Linked DNA regions of Mus musculus: all the other regions are linked to region 5. A link is a contact called in public HiChIP or PLAC-seq and promoter capture Hi-C data. All regions are on one chromosome and are shown on one strand. The core of a region is the stretch at or near the end of the contact, and the rest is flanking DNA. Distances in the headings are between cores, read along the strand shown.

Evidence for each region. Promoter capture Hi-C pulls out the DNA fragments that hold promoters and counts their contacts. HiChIP or PLAC-seq counts read pairs in DNA pulled down with a chosen protein or histone mark. Capture Hi-C pulls out chosen DNA fragments and counts their contacts.
Region 1: a contact with region 5 is called in a promoter capture Hi-C map of liver, with 3 times the contacts expected there. The contact joins the promoter of Dennd11 here to the promoter of Creb3l2 in region 5. A contact is called at or near these places in 1 of 39 promoter capture datasets (pre-B cells) and 2 of 9 other capture datasets (adipose tissue and liver).
Region 2: a promoter capture Hi-C map of pre-B cells shows a contact between it and region 5, with 4 times the contacts expected there. The contact joins the promoter of Braf here to the promoter of Creb3l2 in region 5. A contact is called at or near these places in 2 of 39 promoter capture datasets (liver and pre-B cells), 1 of 484 Hi-C or Micro-C datasets (CD4 T cells), 1 of 115 datasets of contacts at active chromatin or transcription factors (thymic regulatory T cells) and 1 of 9 other capture datasets (liver).
Region 3: a contact with region 5 is called in a promoter capture Hi-C map of liver, with 3 times the contacts expected there. The contact joins the promoter of Tmem140 here to the promoter of Creb3l2 in region 5. A contact is called at or near these places in 2 of 39 promoter capture datasets (liver and pre-B cells), 1 of 484 Hi-C or Micro-C datasets (CD4 T cells) and 1 of 9 other capture datasets (liver).
Region 4: a contact with region 5 is called in a promoter capture Hi-C map of pre-B cells, with 4 times the contacts expected there. The contact joins the promoter of Bpgm here to the promoter of Creb3l2 in region 5. A contact is called at or near these places in 2 of 39 promoter capture datasets (liver and pre-B cells) and 1 of 9 other capture datasets (liver).
Region 6: an H3K27ac HiChIP or PLAC-seq map of embryonic stem cells shows a contact between it and region 5, with 4 times the contacts expected there. The contact joins the promoter of Cnot4 here to the promoter of Creb3l2 in region 5. A contact is called at or near these places in 4 of 39 promoter capture datasets (the 3T3-L1 cell line, hippocampal neurons, liver and 1 more) and 3 of 115 datasets of contacts at active chromatin or transcription factors (astrocytes, cardiomyocytes and embryonic stem cells).
Region 7: a contact with region 5 is called in a promoter capture Hi-C map of pre-B cells, with 4 times the contacts expected there. The contact joins the promoter of Mrps33 here to the promoter of Creb3l2 in region 5. A contact is called at or near these places in 2 of 39 promoter capture datasets (liver and pre-B cells), 1 of 484 Hi-C or Micro-C datasets (CD4 T cells) and 1 of 9 other capture datasets (liver).

The regions. Positions count from the first base shown.
Region 1 is chr6:40,434,696-40,437,860 of GRCm38.p6, reverse strand. It overlaps Dennd11 (DENN domain containing 11), which reads left to right and starts at 1,726. Exons shown (of 9, transcript NM_001356375.1): 1 at 1,726-2,003. The coding sequence starts at 1,736. It also overlaps a transcript of Wee2 not described here.
Region 2 is chr6:39,724,082-39,727,068 of GRCm38.p6, reverse strand. Braf (Braf transforming gene) reads left to right here and starts at 1,606. Exons shown (of 22, transcript NM_139294.5): 1 at 1,606-1,962. The coding sequence starts at 1,774.
Region 3 is chr6:34,861,417-34,864,701 of GRCm38.p6, reverse strand. It overlaps Tmem140 (transmembrane protein 140), which reads right to left and starts at 1,556. Exons shown (of 2, transcript NM_197986.3): 1 at 1,362-1,556.
Region 4 is chr6:34,474,626-34,477,848 of GRCm38.p6, reverse strand. It overlaps Bpgm (2,3-bisphosphoglycerate mutase), which reads right to left and starts at 1,493. Exons shown (of 3, transcript NM_007563.5): 1 at 1,427-1,493.
Region 5 is chr6:37,440,395-37,443,661 of GRCm38.p6, reverse strand. It overlaps Creb3l2 (cAMP responsive element binding protein 3-like 2), which reads left to right and starts at 1,514. Exons shown (of 12, transcript NM_178661.4): 1 at 1,514-1,963. The coding sequence starts at 1,862. It overlaps Gm33318 (predicted gene, 33318), which reads right to left and starts at 1,152. Exons shown (of 3, transcript NR_166917.1): 1 at 629-1,152.
Region 6 is chr6:35,132,369-35,135,285 of GRCm38.p6, reverse strand. It overlaps Cnot4 (CCR4-NOT transcription complex, subunit 4), which reads left to right and starts at 1,549. Exons shown (of 12, transcript NM_001164413.1): 1 at 1,549-1,784. Gm33046 (a long non-coding RNA gene) reads right to left here and starts at 1,755. Exons shown (of 5, transcript XR_868974.2): 1 at 1,584-1,755; 2 at 716-1,038.
Region 7 is chr6:39,809,596-39,812,725 of GRCm38.p6, reverse strand. It overlaps Mrps33 (mitochondrial ribosomal protein S33), which reads left to right and starts at 1,790. Exons shown (of 3, transcript NM_010270.2): 1 at 1,790-1,862.

The DNA.
Region 1 (3,165 bases), core at 477-2,976, 3.0 Mb before region 5:
GGTAGACATTGCCAAACAACAACAACAACAACAACAACAACAACAACCCAGGAAAGTATTTTTCTCAAGTAAGAAAGAAAAATACCAGCCGGACGGTGATGGTGCCCACACCTTTAATCCCAGCATTTGGGAGGCAAAGGCAGGAGGATCTCTGAGTTCCAGGCTAGCCTGGTCTATAGAGAGAGTCCCAGGACAGCCAGGACTACATAGAGAAAGTGCCTCAAACAAAACAAAACAAAAACAAGAAGAAAAACACCAAAAACAAACAACACAACTATTAAAAAAGAGAAAGGAAGGAAGGAAGGAAGGAAGAAAGAAAAAGAAAAGAAAGAACCGACCAACCCATTTGCCCTAAAACCGGTGACTTTGGAAAGTGGTTAAGGATTATCTATCAACCGAGTTTTGTATCTAAAAATAGAATCTTGTACTTCTCAACTTCAGCTTTGGCTGTGCCTCAGTTTCTGAAGTAGTGGGCTTTGTTGTCTGGCCTTCAGAGTTTGTGCAAAACTCAAGCAGATGTGCCCTTGAATTTAAACTGGATTGTGCCCTAGCCCTGGCTTGGACTGTACATTCCCCAGACTCCCATTTCAGTAATTACTCCATTAATTGAGTGAGGTAGTCACTTAACATGTCTTTAGGGGATGGGGGTTAGGGTGAACTAACTAATGATGATGACAGCAATCACTACTTTTTGGTAAAACGTTTTACTGTTAAGGCGTGAGTCACATATTTGGAACTAGCAGCAGCTGTGGGTAGGCAGTCATTGATGATCCTCTTGGGAACAGGATCAAAGCAGGGAGACCTGGGCTTCACAAAGTCCCTGGAGTTAACAGGTAACACAAAAATTTTACCAAGTCCTTGTCAGAAACATGAGGTGAATTCTATCTAAAAATAATTGTCTCTTGCTATCTTATTTTTTTCATAATTTTAATGGATATTTCTTATGCATACCTCTAAGTTAGTCACCAGATTTACCCCCTTCCAAGAACTGAGAAATTCAAATTTTTATTTGTAAATATTCAGAGGGAATTCATTGGCAATCCTTACTTACCAAAGCCACAGACAGGCTTAAGGGCTGCTTTCCTACTCACTTTTTCCTGCTTATTTTAATGTAGAATGCCCCCCACCCCCACCCCAGCCCTCCAGCTTAATATCTCCAAACTGCATATATGCAAGGAAATAAATTAATGATCACTATCTCGACCAGCCTGTTATATAAATAAAGTTAAATGCCCAATGGCAACCTTACAGTCCTTTTGATCTTGATTTGTGTGTGTATTTGAAACACTTGGGATGTCCTCTGCTTCACTTCCTGACTTGGAGGCAGTTTTCACCAAGCTCTCGGGATTATATAATATATGTGCTCCGCTCCATAATGGTGACGTTCAAAAATTCACAGTGGAATCCTAGTTGGGAAGGCTCTTCAACCCACGCGCAGGTGACAGACTAAGGGATGCGCGTCCTGCACCCTACACTATGGATCAAGAGCACCCACATACAGAGATGCAGAGCTGAAGCCCGGACCAGGCCACGGGGCGCTGAACCCGTGCGGGCCACCTTCCAGAGCTCCGGGACCAAGCAAGTGCGCTGGTGTCCGAGCAGGGGCAGGTGTGGCCAAGCCCAGCGGGCACCCAGAGAGCCTCCGCACCGCAGAAAGCGGCAGGGCGGGCAGGCCCGGAGGGGAGTGCCCGCAGCCTGCCCCGCCCCTCGCGCCCCGGCTCCGCCTCGCCTCGCCATGGTGGAGCAGGGAGACGCGGCGCCGCTGCTGCGCTGGGCCGAGGGCCCCGCGGTCTCTGTGCCGCAGGACCCCGCGCTGCAAGCTGGAGGATGGGTCCGGGGCGGCAGTGGGGAGGGCCGAGTGGCCGCGGAGGCGCCCCGAAGGCGGGAACCCGACGAGCCAGCTCCCCCCGAAGTGCTGCTGCAGCCGGGGCGCCTAGAGCTAGGCGACGTAGAGGAGGACCAGGTGGTGGCCGTGTTCGTGGTCACCTTCGATCCTCGCTCCGGTGAGAGCCACTTAGGGATGGAAGGATTGGGGGGGGGCGGTGGGGGAGACTGCACACTGGGTTTCGGGGGCGCGGGGGAGGGACTCGCTGCGCACGCACTCGCACCCACACACCTGCATCCCTCCCTGCCCGGGGGTCCCGGGGCACGGGGGCGCTGTGTCTCCAGACTGGAGCCGAGGGATCCCGGGGGCTTTGTTCCGCCCCCTGCTCCGTCCCGCCGCCGCTCTCAGCTCCGCTCCGCCGCCTAGTCGCCGCTCTCCTATTTGCTCCGCTTCAGTGCGGGAGGATTGGTTTGCGGCAGCGGGCACATTGGCTTTTGTTTTCTCTGTTTTCCTGCTGGGCTGAAAGGTTCTTATAGACGCCGAGAGGAAGACACCCCCCCCCCTCCCGCGTACGTCGCCTCCCACGAGGGTTCAGAACGACCCTGCTCTGCGCCTGCCCTTGCTCCGGATTGCTCCCTGCGCCGTAACTTTCCCAGCCGCCTAGTTCACTTTCTCCGAAGGCTTCATTTTTAGGAATTAACGTGAGAGCGTTAGGGGATGGGGCTGGAGAAGCTTTCGCTGGCAGGCTGCCTTTCTGGGAAGACTCACTGGCTGTGTCACACCGTCTCTACCCTAGCCACCCACTCCGGGGTGGGGAGTGCGTTGCAACAGTAGGCGGTTCCGCGAGGGGATAAAAGTGAACGAATGGCTGTGGGCTCCAGCTTAAGGCATTGGAATCCCCCAGCTGCTTATTTGAGGAAGAGGAATGCTCGGATGCTTCTTCCTCGATTTCTCCTTTGAGCTGCTAGCGTGAGGAGCTGGTGTTTGTGAGGGAAGGATGGTTTTCTTCCTTCTGGAAGTTCCCAGCCAGTCTTCCAACCCTGAGAGGATGGATGGGCTAGGAAGAAGAAATAGGATTATGTGCCAGGTACTTCAGAGATGATGGATGCTGGTGGCTTCTAGGGTGGGTGGCTTAACCATGGTCAACGATTCTGAGCCAGCAAACAGGCTCCTTACAAAGGCGAATGCCCTATTCCTAGCGGCAGGACTTGTGGGAAGAACTCAGCCCCCACCCCCATCCCGTCTACTTGTTGCCTTATCCCACAGTCTTTCAAACTTTTCTGACTTTAACCTGCCATATCGAATTAAATTTGCATCACAACCAGAACATTCAAACTAAG
Region 2 (2,987 bases), core at 357-2,856, 2.3 Mb before region 5:
CCAAGCGCTGTTACACAGAGAAACCCTGTCTCAAACAAAACAAAAGAGAAATGTCTTAGAAATTTTAATGTTGTAAAAAAAAATGTTATAATGATACATTCTTAGGGAATAATTTCCTAAAGTAAACCTGGACAGTTAGGGACTAAACAACAACAACAAACAACAACAATACCCCAAAACCCCAACAGTTGTGTTTCAGACAAAATCAAGGAGGAAGTGTCCCTTGCCTGGTTGTTGGCCCTATTTTAGTATGCTTAGACATTATGTATTTATGGTTTTTAAAAACTGCCTTAAACTAGCATAGCTTGATAATATAGTCTCTATCTGTGATCATCTCCTTCACTCGAATCTGTCAGATCATCTTCTGACTTAAATGTAGCTCTCAGGGGAATGTCCCTGCTTGGAAGAGAATGTACAATGTCATTGGCAAACACAGAATAGCTATTTGATTGGTGGCATTTTTTTTCAATACACAAGAACGTAATGCTTTGATTCACCAAGCAGCCACACGTGCACTGCTTACCTTGAAGCAAAGCATCAGTTGCCGGGCCTGTGCTGATCAGACCAAATAGGCAGACATCCTATTGTCAGAAGCTTTCTACCTTTCAACTCATCCTAAATGCAATAAAGAGGTTGGTGGCGACCATCCCCCTTTCCATTAATAGAAGTGCACACACAGACACACAGACAACTCAACTCAAGAGTTAAACTGGAAATTCCTGAATAGTGTTGGTAGCTTCTGTTTTTCACTCCTGTTTTCTCTTTTTCTTAACACACTTCCTCTCTCCATTATTTCCTTCTTTGGTTAAACGTACTTTAACCATGTAATTTACATAAAGAAATTGGGTTTAATTTCTGCAACTTGGGCTTCTCTGAGATGATTTAATTCTCTTCTCCCAATTCTTTTTTTCATATACAGTTTGAAGAGAATGCCTTGGATCAGTCAGGATCTACAAAATATTTTAAATTATTTTCTTTGGAATAAAAATTAGCTATGATGCATAAGATGTCTAAAATGGTCATGTGTTCTCCTCAGGTCCTAGTGCATGGAAGGAGCCAATTGATAGTAAATGACTGAAACTAGGCAATAAATACCCTGAAGACCAGCTTTAGATTTTCATTTATACTTCAACAGATCAAGTCCTTTAGGGACAGGATACAAACACCATACTGAGAATTTAGCTGCTCCAAGACAGTTCTATGAAATTTGGCTTGGCTGATGTTTCAACCTTGGCGTTTAAGGTCTTATTTTTATGACACCCAGAGCTTCTTTGTAACGGCAGTAATAAGTACTACAGACTTTCCGGCCTTCTTCCCTCTAGGATTTTAACTTCTTTAAAACACCACCCCCTGCTCTTCTAGTAAATCCCACATGACAGAACAGGCTGAGAAAAAATAGGAAGCCGGAGCCATGGAAACTGTGCGGGTAGAAACGTGTGAGCGCGAGGGTGGTTGGAGGAGAAGGAACACTCCCCTGGCGACAGCGGCGCGAGGGTGCTCCTCGGATGACGTCACGCACCCAGGTGACGTCACGACCGTGACATGCGGGTGACGCCGTTGCCGCGGCGACTCCTCGTCGTCTCCGCCCCCTCCCCCCCCCAAATCCCCTCAGGCTCGGCTGCGCCGGGGCCGCCGGCGGGTTCCAGAGGTGGCCTCCGCCCCGGCCGCTCCGCCCACGCCCCCCGCGCCTCCGCGCCCGCCTCCGCCCGCCCTGCGCCTCCCTTCCCCCTCCCCGCCCCGCGGCGGCCGCTCGGCCCGGCTCGCGCTTCGAAGATGGCGGCGCTGAGTGGCGGCGGTGGCAGCAGCAGCGGTGGCGGCGGCGGCGGTGGCGGCGGCGGTGGCGGTGGCGACGGCGGCGGCGGCGCCGAGCAGGGCCAGGCTCTGTTCAATGGCGACATGGAGCCGGAGGCCGGCGCTGGCGCCGCGGCCTCTTCGGCTGCGGACCCGGCCATTCCTGAAGAGGTGAGTGGCGGCGCCATCCCCCCCCAGTGCTCGCGCGTCAGGGGCTCGGCGGGCCAGTGTTTATGCGAGGGACCGAGGCAGCAGAAGGAGCCCCGGCAGTGCTTGGTAGCCGGCGGGGAGGTGGTTATCGGCCGAGTGTCCCCCTCTGTCTTGTAGCTCCTCGCTACGTAAACACACACGATGGCCCAGGGGGGTTCCCCGGCCCCCACCCAGATGGGATTGGGGCAGTGGGGGCAGAGCTGGAGCCTTTTCAGAGGGGGCGAAACTCTGGGTTGGAGAAGGTCACGCCTGGCTGAGGCTTCCAGCCCTGCATCCCTGAGATGTTTTCCTTTTTGCTAGCCGGCAGGGACGGCGTCGAGGATGGAGCTTAGTGGCCAGGGCAGTACCCCTTGGTCCCCTAGCCCTAGGAACCGCCGTGTGCGATTACTCCCTGATCCTGGGGATGACGGAGCGCATCTTTCCACTCTCCTCACTATCTTCCCTTTGCAGGCCCTTGTCCCCTTCCCACTTTGCTACTTGTTTGGGGGATTTTTCTTTTGACCGGTTTTTGCCCAGGGGATGATTTTTTTTTTTGGTGTAGTCTTTACTTTTTCAGCCCCAAATTTTACTGTTCCGAAGCTTTTCCCATCCTGGTCTCTGATCCCCGAATAATACTGTTTGTCAGTGCTCCCTTGCTGACCCGTAAACCTCTATCCTCATCCACCACCCCGCTCATTTCTCAACTGTACCTACTTGCTTCTAACCTTAGTTTCCACGGAAGAGCATTTTTGCTCTTCTCTTGCCCTAGTCCCCTTGAGTGCCTCTACTTCATTCCACTGCACCGTCACCTTGTAATCCGTTGTTATCTTCACAAATCCTTTTGGACACTTTGCAAGCTATTCACTCCCTGAACCCCAAAGCTGTCAAGATTCCATCAGGTTTCACTTGGCCCTTTGCTCCCTTGCACTGCTGGCAGTTTGGGTTAGTCTTTCAGTGCACATACACACCTCAGTTGATATCCTTCGTGGGTTTGTTTGTTTGTTTGT
Region 3 (3,285 bases), core at 307-2,806, 2.6 Mb after region 5:
AGAATGAACCTAGCAAGAAAAAAAAGATCTGTGTTTTTCCAGTGCCTCCAAGGTACGCTGGGTAACCTTCTTCTCCCTAAAGACTGTAGCTAGCATCCTCAGTGACACTCCAGATGCCAAGACTGGCTTCCTAACATGGTGACTCTGACTCTAAGGTTTGTGTTTTTGGCCAAATGACCCACTTTTACCGCCTTACCCCTAGGCAGTATCATAGAAAGGATGGAGTACTACAATGTCAGGCATAACGGAGGTCAGTTGTGTGTTAGAATGGAGAAGCAGCTTTTAGGAGCCAATTCAAAAGCACAGGGGTGGTCAAGGCATCCCTAGACAGGTGCACAGGAGAGAGAGGAGGCCATGGGTGGTCAAGGCATCCCTAGACAGATGCACAGGAGAGGAGAGGCCACGGGTGGTCAAGGCATCCCCAGACAGGTGCACAGGAGAGAGGAGAGGTGGAGAAAATCAGTCCTGTGGTGTTTCCCAGTGAAGGCCACATTAAAATGTTCCCAGAATTACGTGCTGTTGGTGAAAAGTGAGATTATAGAGCAAGCCACCATAGCCTTAGTAATTCGATAATGTGGGGACTAAAATAGCAGCTTAGAAAACGGGATGTGTGAGGCCTTGCTCCAGGCGCTGACTCTCAGACCTGCGATTAGGAAGACCCAGAGAGGAGGAAATACTGAAAACACACTTCAGCTGTCTCTGAAAGATTTCCCCCCACCCCCCCGTTTTTTTTTTTTTTTCTTTTCTCTCCTATCCAACAACTTGATTTTACAGATTAAAGAAGTGTAATGGGAGTTATTAATCAGCCAGAAAAGATAAGAAAGGAAAGAAAAGAAAAGAAAAGAAAAGAAAAGGAAAGAAAATAAAAGAAAAAGAAAAAGAAAGACCTGTTTCAAGGGACAATCCCCCCTCCATGAGTTTCCTTTGGGGGCTGATATCAGGTCTTAAAATCTTTTATGTCCTATAATTCTCTTTTGGACAAGAACACAGATCTTTTCTTTGTGTTTTTCAAATCTTGGTATCAGTTTGGCTGTAGTGACATGTTTTTGTCTGCCTGCCTACTTCTGGAGAACAATGTGTCCCAAAGCCACAGGTATTAATGGTACAAGCTTCCTGAACACCAGGCTGCATGCAGCTACCTGTGTGTTTCTAACCATTTACAGAGTTTTTGAGGCAGAGATGCACACAGTGATGCTTACGAGCATGGGGGCAGGACAGAGGTGAAAGGTTATATCACTCTCTGGGGAGAGAGGAGGCCACCGACACCAAGCAAAGCGTCCCCCCTTGGTTTGTTGCTAGAATGTGGAGTCTGGGAACTTAAACACCTCTTATCCCTTGTGGAGTTGTGGGGGTGTACTTACAAAAACCAACGCTGGAGCCCAGGAACACTCATCAAAAGGTGACACAGGAAATCAGCGTCTGTCTGGGGAGTCGATCTTCTCCTGGGCTGCTTTCTAAAGTCAGGCTCCAGAAACCAGGGCAGAGGAGAGAAGCTGCAAGCAGACAGCTCAGAGCTCCTGGGCTCTGCCTGCACTCGCAGGCAGTCGCGTTCAAGTAAACAGCTCTGAACTTTGGTACATTTGTGCTGACTGATGTCACTCTCAGCTGATTTCACTTTCGTTTTTTAACTTGCCTGTGTCTTATGACTTTTCAGAAATGAAGAGTGTAAACAACTTGTTGCTCATGGGAGCACATGACCCACAACTGGCGCACCCTGCCTGAGCCAGGTGAGGGTCCCGATTTTACTGTGCGAAAGTTGATACCAGCTTCCAGACCTCCAGGGCATTGCAACTCTTAGAGAAACACGACCCAGAATCTTTCTAGGGAGGGACCTTAGTTCACATGGCCAAGCTTCCAGCCAGTGTAGCTCCTGGAACCTGGGTCCCCTCTTCTCATTCCTTTGGAAGGCACCTATGCCTTGGACTCTCCTTTCAAAACTCAACCGATGATCTTGACTGTGTCTCTAGATTGGAAACTTTGCCGTTAGCAAAGTTATATCTAACAGTTATAGAGCAACAGAAACACTGTGTTCCCATTTCAAAGTAAAAGAGAAAGAAAGCTTTTAGTCTTGAGATCGCAGGGAGGGGACTCTTGCCTCCCAGGCTCACATGATCTCTGCAGCTTCAGAACTGGGTGAGCTTGGCAAAGACAGTAGACAGCTCCCAATAGCGCTAAACCCTTGGCGGCTTTCTCTACTTTCTACATGACACCCTGTACCTAACTGGGTCTTGGTTCATCCCAGGGGTTCCCTTTGCCGCCATGCTAGGTTAGATTTCTTGTTTCTGGGTCCCAGGCTTTTCTCTTTTCTGCTGTATTCACTTTTGGTAGAATAAATTCCAGGTGATTTACTGAGAAATGAGGGACACCAAAGGTTTTTTGTTTTTGTTTTTGTTTTTTTTTTTAATTTGTCAAACTGATATCTTTATTCTATTCTTAAACTTGTTCAAAGTTGGATAGAGTATAGTGTTTTTCTTTAAACTTAATTTTCCCATGCAACCTGGAGGCCGAGTTCCATGTTGTCTGCCTTTCCCGTTGCTAGGAAGTTCAGAGCTGGTCTCCTTCCCACTGTTGTCCTTTCAGCCTTTTGCCTTTAAAAGAAAGTGCCATTTTAATGAGGTCTTGCAAAGAAAAAAAAAATGAAATATCAACCATTTTGCCATTTTCAACTGGAAGCCTAAGTCCTCCACTCCCACCCCACCCCCTCACCCCCTTTGAGACACCACTTTTGCCCCTGAACTTCCTCACACCCTACCAGACAAATTTACTCGGGGAGAGTCTCCGAGCCCTTTGCTCTGATGTCTGACTTCCTGAGACCCACTATCTGTGCTGTTCCTGTGGAGCTGCACTTAGGGACGCTGTTGCCTCTTTTGAATGACGTGGCTCTTCTTAGAGTACTGCTGGTACTCTAGACAGTAGTCTGATCTCTCAGCTTGATGATTCGCTCCCACGCGCATCTTCTACCTTATGAAGAAGCTGGGCAAAGGTGACTGGTTCCAGTATGTCCAGCCTGTAAGGTTGGGAAGAGTCTTTGTACTGTGGTTGGGCGGAGGAGCCAGCCGGTGACTCTAACCTCCTAGTTGTACGTGATTGGAGCACCTTGCCTCTGCAGCTTGGAGGGGGAGTGAAGGGAGAGAGGGAGTCACGGTGGCATGCCTCCTTGCCATTATTATGAGGACTTAGTACCTTTACTTGAGTGTGTTTTTGCTATGTTTGTTATGTGTGTGAGTGCTCACACACCACACAGACACTGTGGTTGTCAGAGGACAACTTGCAGTTGTTTCTCTC
Region 4 (3,223 bases), core at 244-2,743, 3.0 Mb after region 5:
TTCAGTTTAAATATGGGCACAAAAGAATATGTCCTTGAAGCCGGACACTTTTATTTGCTATAGACTTCATACAGAGGTCAATACAGTGAGAGTTTCCTTGTAGACATGATAGTGAAAAATTGTCTAATTATCTTTAATTTTACATAGCCTTTAATAAAGGCATGGGCCTTAGAAATGTAACTTCTGCCTTTTTAAACGATGTGGAAACTGGGCTGGAGAGATGGCTCAGTGGTCAGGAGCACTGGCTGCTCTTCCAGAGGAACTGGGTTCCCTTCCTAGCACCTGCAGGGGGGCTCATAGACATTTGCTCCAGTTCCGGGGGGGGGGGGGTGGTCCATGGACACTAGGCGTACACAGAGTACACATACATACATTCAGGCAAAAAAATCATACACATAAAACAGTCTTGAAAAAAATGTGAAAATTGGGCTGGAGAGATGGCTCAGAGGTTAGGAACACTGCCGGTTCTTCCAGAGGTCCTGAGTTAAATTCCCAGCAACCACATGGTGGCTCACAACCATCTGTAAAGTGATCAGATGTCCTCTTCTGGTGTGTCTGAATACAGCTACAATGTACTTATATACATAAAATAAACAATTCTTTTAAAAAAATGTGAAAATTCAGTTTTACAGACAAACTAACACGACTTTTATTATAGAAACGTTTGTACCTGCTGCTGAAATGTAACCATTTACTTTTTATTTCCTCCCGAAGGCGTCGGAATTCTGTTAGTTAATATTCTAGAACCATTTCCCCCATTCACGGGCTATAAACCCTTCCTAATTTGGGGGGGGGGGCTCCATCCTGCAAAGTCTAATAATAAACTTCATTACAATTTTGCATTTCTTTTGACTTACTGTAGTGAAATACTTGCTCCTACCCCTTAGCACAAAAAGAAATGACACTTTTTGGCCATGATAGTGGTGGTCGGGCGTGCACGCGTGTGTGCTGGGGAGGGGGTAGTGTTCCCCTGAACCCGGAATATGGTTCCTGAGACTCCTGAATATGCAACAACCTCTTTGCCTTCCATGATATTTCCCCCCTTAACTTACACTTTTAGGATCAAGGTCTGCCTTCGCCCTACACCTGCTTCCTTCCAGTGAATCCACTGGCTAAGACAAGTAGCCACACCTGAGCTATCCAGGAGGTAGAGTTTAACTTTGCTAAGCCACCATCACTACAGCTCTGGGTTCACACACCATCACTCCAGCCGACAGAACTCACTGTTCCTGAGAGATGCTCGCTGAGAAAGGGCCAGCTGAGAGCTGGGGTACTCGGGAGGGTCTCGCTTGAAGCGGGCATCAGGTTCCCACCAGATACTAAAGCCGGGCAAGGTAGCAACCGGCCTTCTCACGATAGAACAGCAAGCCACTCATGAAAGAAAAGAAATCCTCACAACTGTAACAATTACAACGAAGCCACTCACCTGCAAGGAAACTACCAGTAGCAGCCGGTCCTCGGTAACGCCGTGCTGCAGACGCCAGTGAGGATTCATCGCTACAGCCGGCATCAACGCTCTTTTGTAGCCTAGAAGCCAAAATGGTCAGAACCGATAGCGCTGGGTATTGGAAGACAGAGTTGTCACTCATTCACGGCCCCGCCCTCTGGCCAGCGACCAGCCGGAGGTTCTTTCCGGTTTCTCAAGTCCCTGGGGTAAGAAGGGAAGCTATGATTGGTTTAATGAGGAAACAGACGCACGGATAGACCAATAAGATGGTAGTTTCGGACATAGGCAGGCGGGCTTTAGTCGTAGAGACCCAAACCCCTGAGCATCGCCGGGGCAATGTTTGTGGGCTGCTAGCTTTGCCGTCCAGAGACCTGTTTGAAGTTCTCGAAATTGAAACACACCTGCTGTGAAAAGCGGGTCAGCAGATGAAGGGATACTTCTTCTAGTTAACGGAAAATTTCAGGTCCTACCTAGGCTGAACCCGGTAGATCCTCACGAAAGCTTGTTTGGCACGCCTGTGCGTCGAAAACAGAGATTAAAATGAAAACCTTTAAAGTGTCCTATTTACAGATAGTCGCTCATTCTTACTTTCTCCTAACATTATGAAGAGAAGAGAAGCGAATAATAGGATATCCTAAAAGTACAAGAAGGGCGAAGAGGTTAGAAAAGTAGAAAATGGTACACTACAGTTTCTGAAATTAAACCTATGAAAATGCCAGCTTGTCACTCGGGTCTGGTACCAGAGCTGGAAGCTACTAAGCAGGCTTGAACTACCACACAAGGTCTGAAACGTGTGTCAAAACGTGAATGAGAAAGATAAGAAATGTTATGTGTGCCTGAGCAGACGGGAAAATTCCCCTTCTTGGTTTCTGAAAGCTGTTCCACTTAGTGTCTTCTGAACTCACCTAGTTAATTCTATAAACAAGTCCAATAAGTTTGTGACCAGCTAATGGGTGCTCAGATCAGTTATTTAGGATGAAAATCTTGACACACCATGAACTGGTGTCATGATGGCCTGCTTGTAGCAAGCTGTATGTCCCATTTATGCATTTTAGCTCATGATAGTTGCAGCTACCCCTTTCTGAGAGAGCGTCTCTCAAGGACAGTGAGTTCTGTCGGCTGGAGTGATGGTGTGTGAACCCAGTGCTGTAGTGATGGTGGCTTAGCAAAGTTAAACTCTACCTCCTGGATGGCTCAGGTGTGGCTACTTGTCTTAGCCAGTGGATTCTCAGGTCAGAACAGCTGGAGAAGGAATCTGCCCAATCGTACACACCTGCCAACCTGTTCTTCCTCTTCTTCATGAGGGCAGATGGACCAGAAAACATTTCCGCTGCCCTGTAGTATCAAAGCTTTCTCCTCAGGAAGGGTAACGGCAGCCATGCAAAACCAATCCTAACAGCCATACAGCATTTGACATTTGAGGGTACTCTGAACCTTAGGATGCCTGCTCATTTGATTTACTTTGACCTTGTTAGGAATACTCAATAACACTAGCTTGGCATATAAAACTTTACAATACTTGTCTTTTAGAACTATTCACCAGGGTCACTAGTGTGTACATTGTTATTTTAAAAAAAAACAAAACATCTTTACCTATGATGCTCTTAGGTGGGATGTGAAAGCGAGTGTTGGGAGCAAGCCTGGTCTTTACGACACAGGTATTCACAGAAGTTAGCAATGGCAGGAGTCACTGTTGCATGGCAAGATTGTTCTTATGTTTATCTAGATCGCAATATCATATCCTGGACCCCATGTTCCGATCTGTCTGTGAGCTGT
Region 5 (3,267 bases), core at 265-2,764:
TTGAGACCAGCCAGGTCTACAGAGTGAGTTCCAGAATATCCAGGGCTATACTGAGAAACCCTGTCTCAAACATAGATGGATGGAAAGATAGGTAGATAGATAGATAGATAGATAGATAGATAGATAGAAAGAATAAAAAGAAAGGTCTGTATTTAAATATTAAAATAGTCTCAAAAGATCCTAGGCTAGACAAGCAGACTCATTTTACATGAAAAATAAAAGTTGCTTAAAGACAGTGTAAAGTTCTGAGACTTCTGTCTTCACACAGCAAAACCACGCTCTGAAGAAGACAAAACTCTCTGTAGACCTGATACCTGACTGTCCCCTTGTAAGAACCACCTGGAACCACAGCCCTGTATGTAAAATGGTTAAACTATAGCCAACTAAGGCTGTTTCCATAAAAGGAAACCTCAAAAGGGAAGAAGAAAAATCACATTGGGGGAAAATGCTATAGAGCAGGCCTTTTCTTCTCTAAGGGGGTCAAAGGCTTAGATCTCTTTCCCAACACTCACTTTGGGGTGCATCTTGCAGCCATTAAAACACTTATTTTCCCCTAAGCCCCACTTCATCCACGACACTCAGGAGAGTATCCGTTACCTCTTTGACCAGTATCTGGAATAGTACCCACCTGGCCATCCTCTCATTTTTTTGCCTGGTACTCCATTGGGAATAAAAGATCTGTGAAGCAGGCACTAGTGGCATAACCGTGCAGTCCCTCCCAGCTCTCCGGAGGTGAGGCAGAGGGATCAGGAGTTCAAGCTCAGCCTTAGCTGCACAGTGCAGTTGAGGACAGCCTGGGCTACAGGTAACCTTGTCTCAAAAACAAAACAACAAAATCCTATGAATTTAAAAAAAAAAATTAGCCCTCTGATTTAGGACTTGGAAACGTGTGGCAAGATTGGCTAATGTCTGTTTAATAAAGGCCATAAAACTACATAAAAAGCTAGCAATGAATGTGTGCTAGAACTGTGATAATTCAGATTTCTGCTCACGTGCGCATTTTCATATATGTGGTGCATTCTTTTAAATCCAGACAGACTCACGCGACCTAAACTAATTTGAAATGTAGACAGCGCTTCAATCCGCTTGGTTTCTCTGAGGAAATAAACTCGCGAAACAAACCTCCTTTAAGCGGAGACTCTTAGGGAGGACACTGGGCGCGCACGCCCTCTCTTATAAAAATGTATTCTTGTCGCTATTTGATTGGTTGGCTCCTCCAGGTCTCCCTAGCTCATTGATCTATGTTTCAGTCGATCATTTCTAGACCCTAGCACCCTATTGGTCCATTGCGACGCTCCGGCAGGAGGCGTTCCCCAGTGACGTAAAAGACCCTCTCCGCCCACATTCCGAGGACTAGGCGGAGACTTCGCGCGACTCTCCCTCTGGGGGAGGGACATGGATGAGAAAGGGACTTTTGATACGGTATAGATGGCAAGACGGGCGTTCGATTGGTCACTGGCCTGGAAGGAGGTGGGGTCGCCTCTGGATCCAGGGGCAGAGCTCAAGAGCCCAAGGGAGTCTCAAAGTTTGTCTGGAGCCCTAGTGGGGAGTGGGCTTGTTGCGCGAGGACTTTCTTGGGATGAGCGCTGCCTTTTTGCCTTCCTTTTGGATGCACAGCCCGATTTAACCCCTGCACCTTCCGCCCGATCCCAGCAGGCTTGTCCTCCCCGGGGAGTCACAGATTTCCGAGGACAAGGGTCGCGTAGCCTTCGGCAGGGCTCTCCCGAGTTCCTGCTCCAGTGCATAAGTTCCACGCGCGCACACGCCAAGTACACGGGGAGAAGCGTCTCACCGGCCCGCGGCGGCTCTGCGCGGTCCCCTCCTGCCTCAGCATCCTCGGCCCTGCGCGGCGCCCACCGCCATGGAGGTGCTGGAGAGCGGGGAGCAGAGCGTCCTGCAGTGGGACCGCAAGCTGAGCGAGCTGTCAGAGCCCGGAGAGACTGAGGCCCTCATGTACCACACGGTGAGGACCCGTGGTCCGGGCAAAGGGAGTCGGGGGTGAGGAGAAAAGCGGGTTTTGTCACCAGCTGGGTCCTGGGAGGCAGCGTTTGGGGAAGGGCATGACTATATTAAGAGGTCTGGGGATGGGAGTTTTCTTCTATGAACACATTAAGGTGCACAGCTGGAGCCTTTAAACTTTCTTCCGAATAAGTGACCCTTTGTATTCCAAAGCAGTTTATAGTGTTTTCCTGTCGGTAGCTCCATTTCCTATTGCTAACGGTACAGCAATGCTGGGAAGCGACGTGTTTTGAGAATAATACCTCCGCCCAGTTATATTGATTTTTTTTTTAAAATGGTAAGGTTTGTAAAAAAACACACACAATACACACACATCCAAAATTTGGACAAGCTAATGTAGTATAGTCATCCCATATGTTTTTTGTCCCCATCCCATCCAGTTTCTTTACTTTCTTGTTTATAGCTTTAAAATGTTCGTGTTAAAAGCCTTCCTTCACCGCACGGGAAGGCGGCCGCCTCACTTGGCTGCTTCATCTGCACAGCCTCGAACTGCTTCCTCCCTTTTTCAGGGGAAAATCTGAGGCAACTGCATGTTTCAGAGAGGCTCTGGGGGAGAGGTAGGACAGCTCACCAGTTCCTTCCCCGCAGAGACCTCTTTGGAGACTCAACTGTCAGAAGCGTGAATCATTTAAAGATGTCACTTTCAGCTTTTTGCAAGAGAAAATCTTGTTTGTGATAGCCAGTGCTGGTAATGTGGCTTTGTTCAGAACTCTTAGAAGTTGAGAGGGAGGGGTGGGGGTGGGGGGCACTGAGGGACTGCTGAGGGACTGAGGTAAGGACAGGCTTGGCTGCATTTCTGTCTTAGTGCTGTTAATGGGGTCAGTACCAGGATATTTGAAACTTTTGCAAAACGGCCTGCAGGCTCCACCTCTTTGGCCTTTGCCACTGGCTGACTGTATTTTGGGAAAAGGGATGGGGCCTCCTGCTGCTTCCCACCAAAGCATTTGTGGTAGCTGAGAAGGTCTGGTTAAAAAAAGAAGCCATGTGTAGGGTTTAGAGGGAGTGGTGCTTCACTCTGGGGCAAAAGCCAGATGTTGAGTGTGATCCTGGTCATCTGGCCTTCGCCCTCTGTCTATCCCGATGAAATCTTCGGGTTGGGAGCCTAGGTTGCTTCCTATGCTTTGGAAAGACCCTGAGCCTTTCACACCATAGCTGGGGTTTGTGTTTTGTTTTGTTTTTTTTAACTTTGGGGGCTCCAGATGTTTGCACTGATGTGAGCTGCAGCTTGCCACGAACGGAGAGACAGCG
Region 6 (2,917 bases), core at 300-2,799, 2.3 Mb after region 5:
ATATATATATATATATATATATATATATATATATATATATATATACACACACACACATACACACCCATATATATGTATGTGTATATATATGTATACACATACACACACACATATATAATTTTTAGCAATTTCATTCCTGTGTAAAATAAGTTGAGTCATTTTTATGCCCCTCCCCCTGCCCCCCAACATTTCCTCTCTCTTACACCAAAGAAACTGGTCTGGTTGCCTTTTTTGTGGTTTTTTTTTTTTTTTTTCTGCCTCTAGACATGGTTTGTAGACCAAGCTGGCCTTGAACTCAAAGAGATACACCTGCCTCTGCTTTCAGAGTCCTGGCTTGTGTCACCACGTCCAGCGAGACTGAGACTTTAAAACTTCAATTTCTTTCCTTACATTTCCCTTTTCTGTTTTAAATCCTCCCCTTAAACCTTTTGCTTTCAGGCCTCAAGTGTGCCAGACTAGCGCCCTACCACTGTGTGACATCCACAGTCCCATCCTACGTATTTTAATCCTGGATTTGAAAACTTGGTTCCTTTCACTTCTCCAAACCCCACTACATGCACACACCCTAGAATGGGGACAGATTTGTGTTTTTGGTCTCTGTTGTATGCTCCCAGCATATGGCACTGAACTGGGTACCAAGGAGCTCAGCACTTATATGAATAGATGAAGAATATAGGCAATAAACAGAATCGACCGCTCCAGGAGCGCCACTTACACCAGAGTTCTGGGAGGCAACCCGGGAAGTTCAGTAAATTGATTTTGTTATTTAGAATTTCTCGGTGCTCGAACCGGCTGCGGTTGTATTATGTCCTTTGAGACGTGTTTACTTGTGCAGTTTGCGAACCTGACGCACACTTCTGTGCAGGCTGGAAGAGTTCTGTGCAGCCAGCAACAGTTTGCAGGTAAGTCCACATGCTTTCACATCATCAGCAACTCATGCTACTCTGACTGCCCGCGTTCTCTTGAGAAATGTGCACATGGCAATTCAGGTATTTCTTCACTGGCGATTTTCCAGTAAGGAGGATGAGCTCAGCTGTACTGGTGGTAAAGGACGTGCAAAGACCGGGAAACGAATTAACGCTCACTTTTCCAAAAGTATCAACTCCCCACTCTAGATCAAATCCCGCGCTCTTGCAATGCTCAACCTGATTCTACCACCATACCGCCCCCGTCAGATACCTATCTATGGCGGGCGGGGCAGAAAAAGACACGTCCTAGCTTCCTCCGAATCAGTTAAGTTTCGTAGAATTTTGGTTTCCTACATTTCAGCTAACATTAGTGAAAACCGCCGACCACATGACACAGTAGCCACACACGCGGGCAGAAGAGGAAGCAAAACAAGAAGAAAGCCGGCGCTCCAGTAGCCACGTGAGGAACGAGTTCCCGAGCGCCTTCTCTAGTGATGACTTCAATTCCCGGCCTGCCCCGGGGCGGTTACTATCGGAGGACTACAACTCCCAGGGTGCAGTGGACCAGTCCGCCGCAACCTCCCACTCGCCCGCCTGCCGCTTGTCCCGCCCCTCCCCCGCCCCGCCCAGCCGGATCGGCATGCGCCTGCGCAGCGGAGGCCGGAGGAGTCTTACCCTAATGTAAGATGGTGGCCCGTCTAGCCGTGGAACCCACCGAAAGCTGAGAGTCTCTCTCTCAGCCGTAAAGGTCGGACTCACTGAAGCAGTCAGGCCCGGTTCTGAAGAGTTTTTTCGCCGACTCTCGTTCATTGGTCTCCTGTGAGGACTCGGCAACGCGTGGAGTCGGCTAAGAGAAAAGCGAGGCAAGGCAGGCGGGTGAGTGTCTGCGGGGCTGGGCTTAGGGGAAACCCGGCGCTGACCGGCTACGAGAGAGCGGAGGCTTCGCTGGGACTGTGCAGGCCGCACCCCCCTTTCTCCCCACCCCCCCACCCCCGCCCGCCTCGTCTTCACCCTCCTCCTCCTCCTCTGGCTGCCTCCTCCTCCTCTTCTTCCTCCCTCTCCCCTCTACGCCACAGCAGTTATCACCAGGAAAAGGCAGCCGGGTTGGAGGCAGCGCGGCAGCGAGCGCCGGCTCTCCTTGGAGAATTTCTTCAATTGAGAACCCAAGAGGGCTTCTCATCACCAGTTTTCCCCGCATTTTTCTGGCAACAGTATCCTTAGGTCTTGGTCCTCCTGTTTCCCCAGCCTCCTTTCCCCTCTGACGTCCTTTCCTACTGGCCCCGGTCTCCCAAGCCAGAGCCATCATTTCCACTCTGACGGGTGCTGCTGCTCACTGCCCACCCGTCCTGCTTGGTGGGCTTTTTTGCCCCTTTTTGCCCCATCCCTTCCAGAAAGGCTGCTCTGGATCTAGCCTCTGCTCCCCTCTGGTGCTTGCAGTCAGCCCCCAGTCTGTCTGCCAGACCCGAGTTGATTCCGATGTGCAAGTCTCCTTTAACCGCATCTGTCATCTTAAAGCCACCTCGTGAGTATCTAAATCATGTTGCTGCTCCGTTGCTCCGTATAACCCACCTGTTTCTTAACCTACTTGAGAATTGTCGGTTCCTTCCCTCTTTCCAATGCAGACTCTTTGAGCACACACTCCAGGATAGGGGAGATGATGCCCCGTGTTGTTCCTTGAAAAGTAAAGGAAGTTAGGAAGTGAATGAAGTGAGTGGGAGACTATTAACGTTAAGAGAAAAGAGCTTTCTTCGGGCTACTCGGGAAAGGAATGTTTTGCTTTTTTGATCTTTTTGTTGCTCATTTGCTATCCTTTTTTACCCCTCTTTTCATTTTCGACCTTCTCCGTGCTACTCAGCATTCTCCTGAATTGCCATTCCTCAGGACACTTGATGTTGTCTCTGATTATACCCATAAAGATCAGCTTAGAATTTCAAAACCAGGTGAATCTAGCGCGCACACACACACTTCATCCCCGAACACCACATGCAAATAAATACAGATGGTATTTT
Region 7 (3,130 bases), core at 541-3,040, 2.4 Mb before region 5:
TGGCTGTAGTTATGCATAGGACTTTAACAGCCTTGGTGTAAATGTTAATAAGATTGCATACTATAATGTGAGTTGATAACATATTAAAACTTGGCAAACACAAATTCTATAGGAGCAAAGACAATGTCAATTGAATGCCCTCCTCTAGATATAGAACTTGCTGCTGACTTGCCTCAATTCTAAAATCTATTTTACTGTATTTATGTAAGACTTTGATTAATGCTCAGAAAATAAGCACTCGTTTCTCAATCGACCTACCAAGCACTCAATAGGCACTGTATAGTAATCCCTATAAAAGGTGGCTCTATTGAAAGCAGATTTTGCAAGGAGCGAAATACTGATAGTGTTTCTGTTGTCAGTGAAAGGCTTGCCGAGGAGACATGCCTTTTTTATGAGAGGCGGTCTCTCAGCTCTTGTTTTTTCAAGGAAGAAATTCAGAGGAGACACACAGTGTAAGCAGTTTATCTAACAAAGCAAGCGAAGATTTCAAGGAGTGAGCTGTTCCAAAGAGAAGGGCAAGAGCACAGTAGATTCCCCGTCGTATTTTTTTTTTAATTCTTACATTTATAAAGTGGGTGTCATAGTGATAGAGTAGGGCGAGCCTTTTTCTTTCCTAAGTCACGGTGGGTCAGATCACTTTTGAAGGATATTTCTTCTCAGGATCCTCTAGAAAAGCTTATCCTGGCCAAGCCCACAATGAAAATAATATCGTAATGAAGTCATGGTCTCTGCAGGATGCTGACCCTTCACTGGTGCACACGTAGGCAAATACCCCGGTACCTTAGTTGTTGATGCGGTATGAGCAACCTATCTTCATTCCCAAGGACAGTCAACGGTAAAGGGCACTCTGACCCGCAGCTGACACAGCTGCGCAGATAAAGCTGCAGTTTTCTTGGCCCACATATCTGATTTCTTTTGAGATTGCTCAAGATCTCATGATTGATCTCATACTGTCCGTTACGATATTTTCTTGCTCCACAATTAAGACATCTTGCTTTTAAAAAACAATTGAGAGTTTATCATAAAAGTTTGAGTCTGGGATTGACGGCCCAGGTGTGTACCTTTAATCCCAGCACTCAGGAGGCAGAGGCAGATGGGTCTCTGAGTTTGAGGCCAGCCTGGTCTACACGGTGAGTTCCAAGACAGCCAATGCTACATAGAGAAACCCTGTCTCAACAAACAAAACAAAACAAAAAAAGAAAAGAAAAGAAAAAGGCTGGGGACAGAGTTTTACACTAGCTTATCCAAATGTACAAAGAGAAGCAGAACTTAGGCTATCTTCCAAAACACAATTTCTCTGTGTTACTGCTCCTGTCTATCTCCTATCCAAGAGTTCTATCCCTGTACCCCGAAAAGAGAACCACAGCTCAACTCCTTGATTGATAGGAACCCAACACGGTCAGAAAGACTCTGAGCTAGCATCAAGTATCTTTGGAACGCAAAGAGCATAAGCTCTAATGAAAAGAAAAATGAAACGTGAAGACAAAGGAAAAATACTGCATTTCATTCTATTATCACAGAGCAAGGAGCTTCAGCGAGGAGGGACTCAGCTCTGGCTATTCTCGACAAAATGATGCGTGTGGTCCCTCTAGAACCTTCCTGGATAGCCAAGGCTCCCCCACTCTCAGAACCACACCCACACAACCCGGCTTTCCTCGCGGGCGGAGGCCCTGGGCTCAGAGCGAGCGCGGCCGCTAGGTGTCGCCCGAGGTCCCGCCCCCAGGGAGTGAGAGTAGTTCCGGGTTGTCCGCCGACTCCGCTCTAGCCATCAAGCTTCCGCCTCTCTCCTGCTCTCTGGAGCTGGGAAGCAAGTAAAGGGGGGCGGGCCTTCCGGGGACGCGCGTGCGCGAGGTCAGGAGCAGGTAAGGCAAGCGGAGCGCTGGGGTCACAGCAGAGGGCGGCGGCGGTGCGGGCGGACCCGGGTCCCTAACCTGGTGGAATTGCCAGATCCAGTCGAGTCAGTTAGGGGCCTTCCTGGAGCTTCCACGTGTACCCCACAAACACCCGAGGCTTTCCCCTTATCCTGTGGGGAACTGAACAAACCAAAAACGCACTTCCTTTCTCCTAGTGAGCCCGCCCTCGCACTCAGTTTTGTGTGGGATGCGCCGGCGATATTTGTTGATTGTTATTTAAAATGCAGTTTAGATGATGCTTGGGAAAATGAATGACTCTACTACAGCTTCCAGCGCCGGAGGAGTGCGCGAATCAGACAGCGGAGAGTATGAGTTGTGCATGCTGAACAAAAAAAAAAAAATAAAGTTATCTGTTCGGAGGGGTTCATGCCCTGTGACCCAGTAAAATAATTGGTACCAGTTTTTAAATGCTCTGAGCACGTTGCTTCTCAGTAACAACTCGTATGCATTCCTTGGGTCGTGATTAGGCAGGCACTATGCCTTCAGCTTTCCTTGTCAGTCGAAACTCAAATAATAAGGTAAATTGTACTCCTGATGTTGATAATTGACCTACACTTATACCCACACAAGTGTACCTGCAAGCATTTTAAATAAATAGATCCATGAGAAAGATAAACTTATCTTTTTATGCCAAAAGGGGAAAAAAGAGTTCTGAATTTTCAGATGTGGGCTTTATGTGTTTTGCTTGACATATTTAAGTAATTTGGTTTTGCTTCTCATTTTCAACGGTTATTTTCACCTGTATTTTTCTTTCATTCACATTTAAAGAAACATGATATTTCAAAGGAACTAATTTGTGAGGCTGAAGAGATGGCTCAGTAGTTAATAGAGCATATTGCTCTTGCAGGATCCAGGTTGAGTTTCTAGTCAGATAACTCACAACCACGTATAACACCATTATAGGGCAGAGGTTCTCAACCTGTGAGTCACATATCAGATATCCTGCATATCAGATATTTACATTACAATTCATAAATTCATAACAATAGCAGAACTGCAGTTATGAAGTAGAAATGAAATAATTTTATGGTAGAGGGGTCAGCACGACATAAGGAACTGTATTAAAGGAACGCCGCATTAGGAAGATTGAGAACTACTGGTCTAGGGGAACCCTCTCCATCTTGCCTCCCTGGGAACATAGTCACACAGACCCACCCACAAATAACTTTTGTTTGTTTGTTTTTAATTTTTACCCTATTGTGTAACTCCTAGGATAA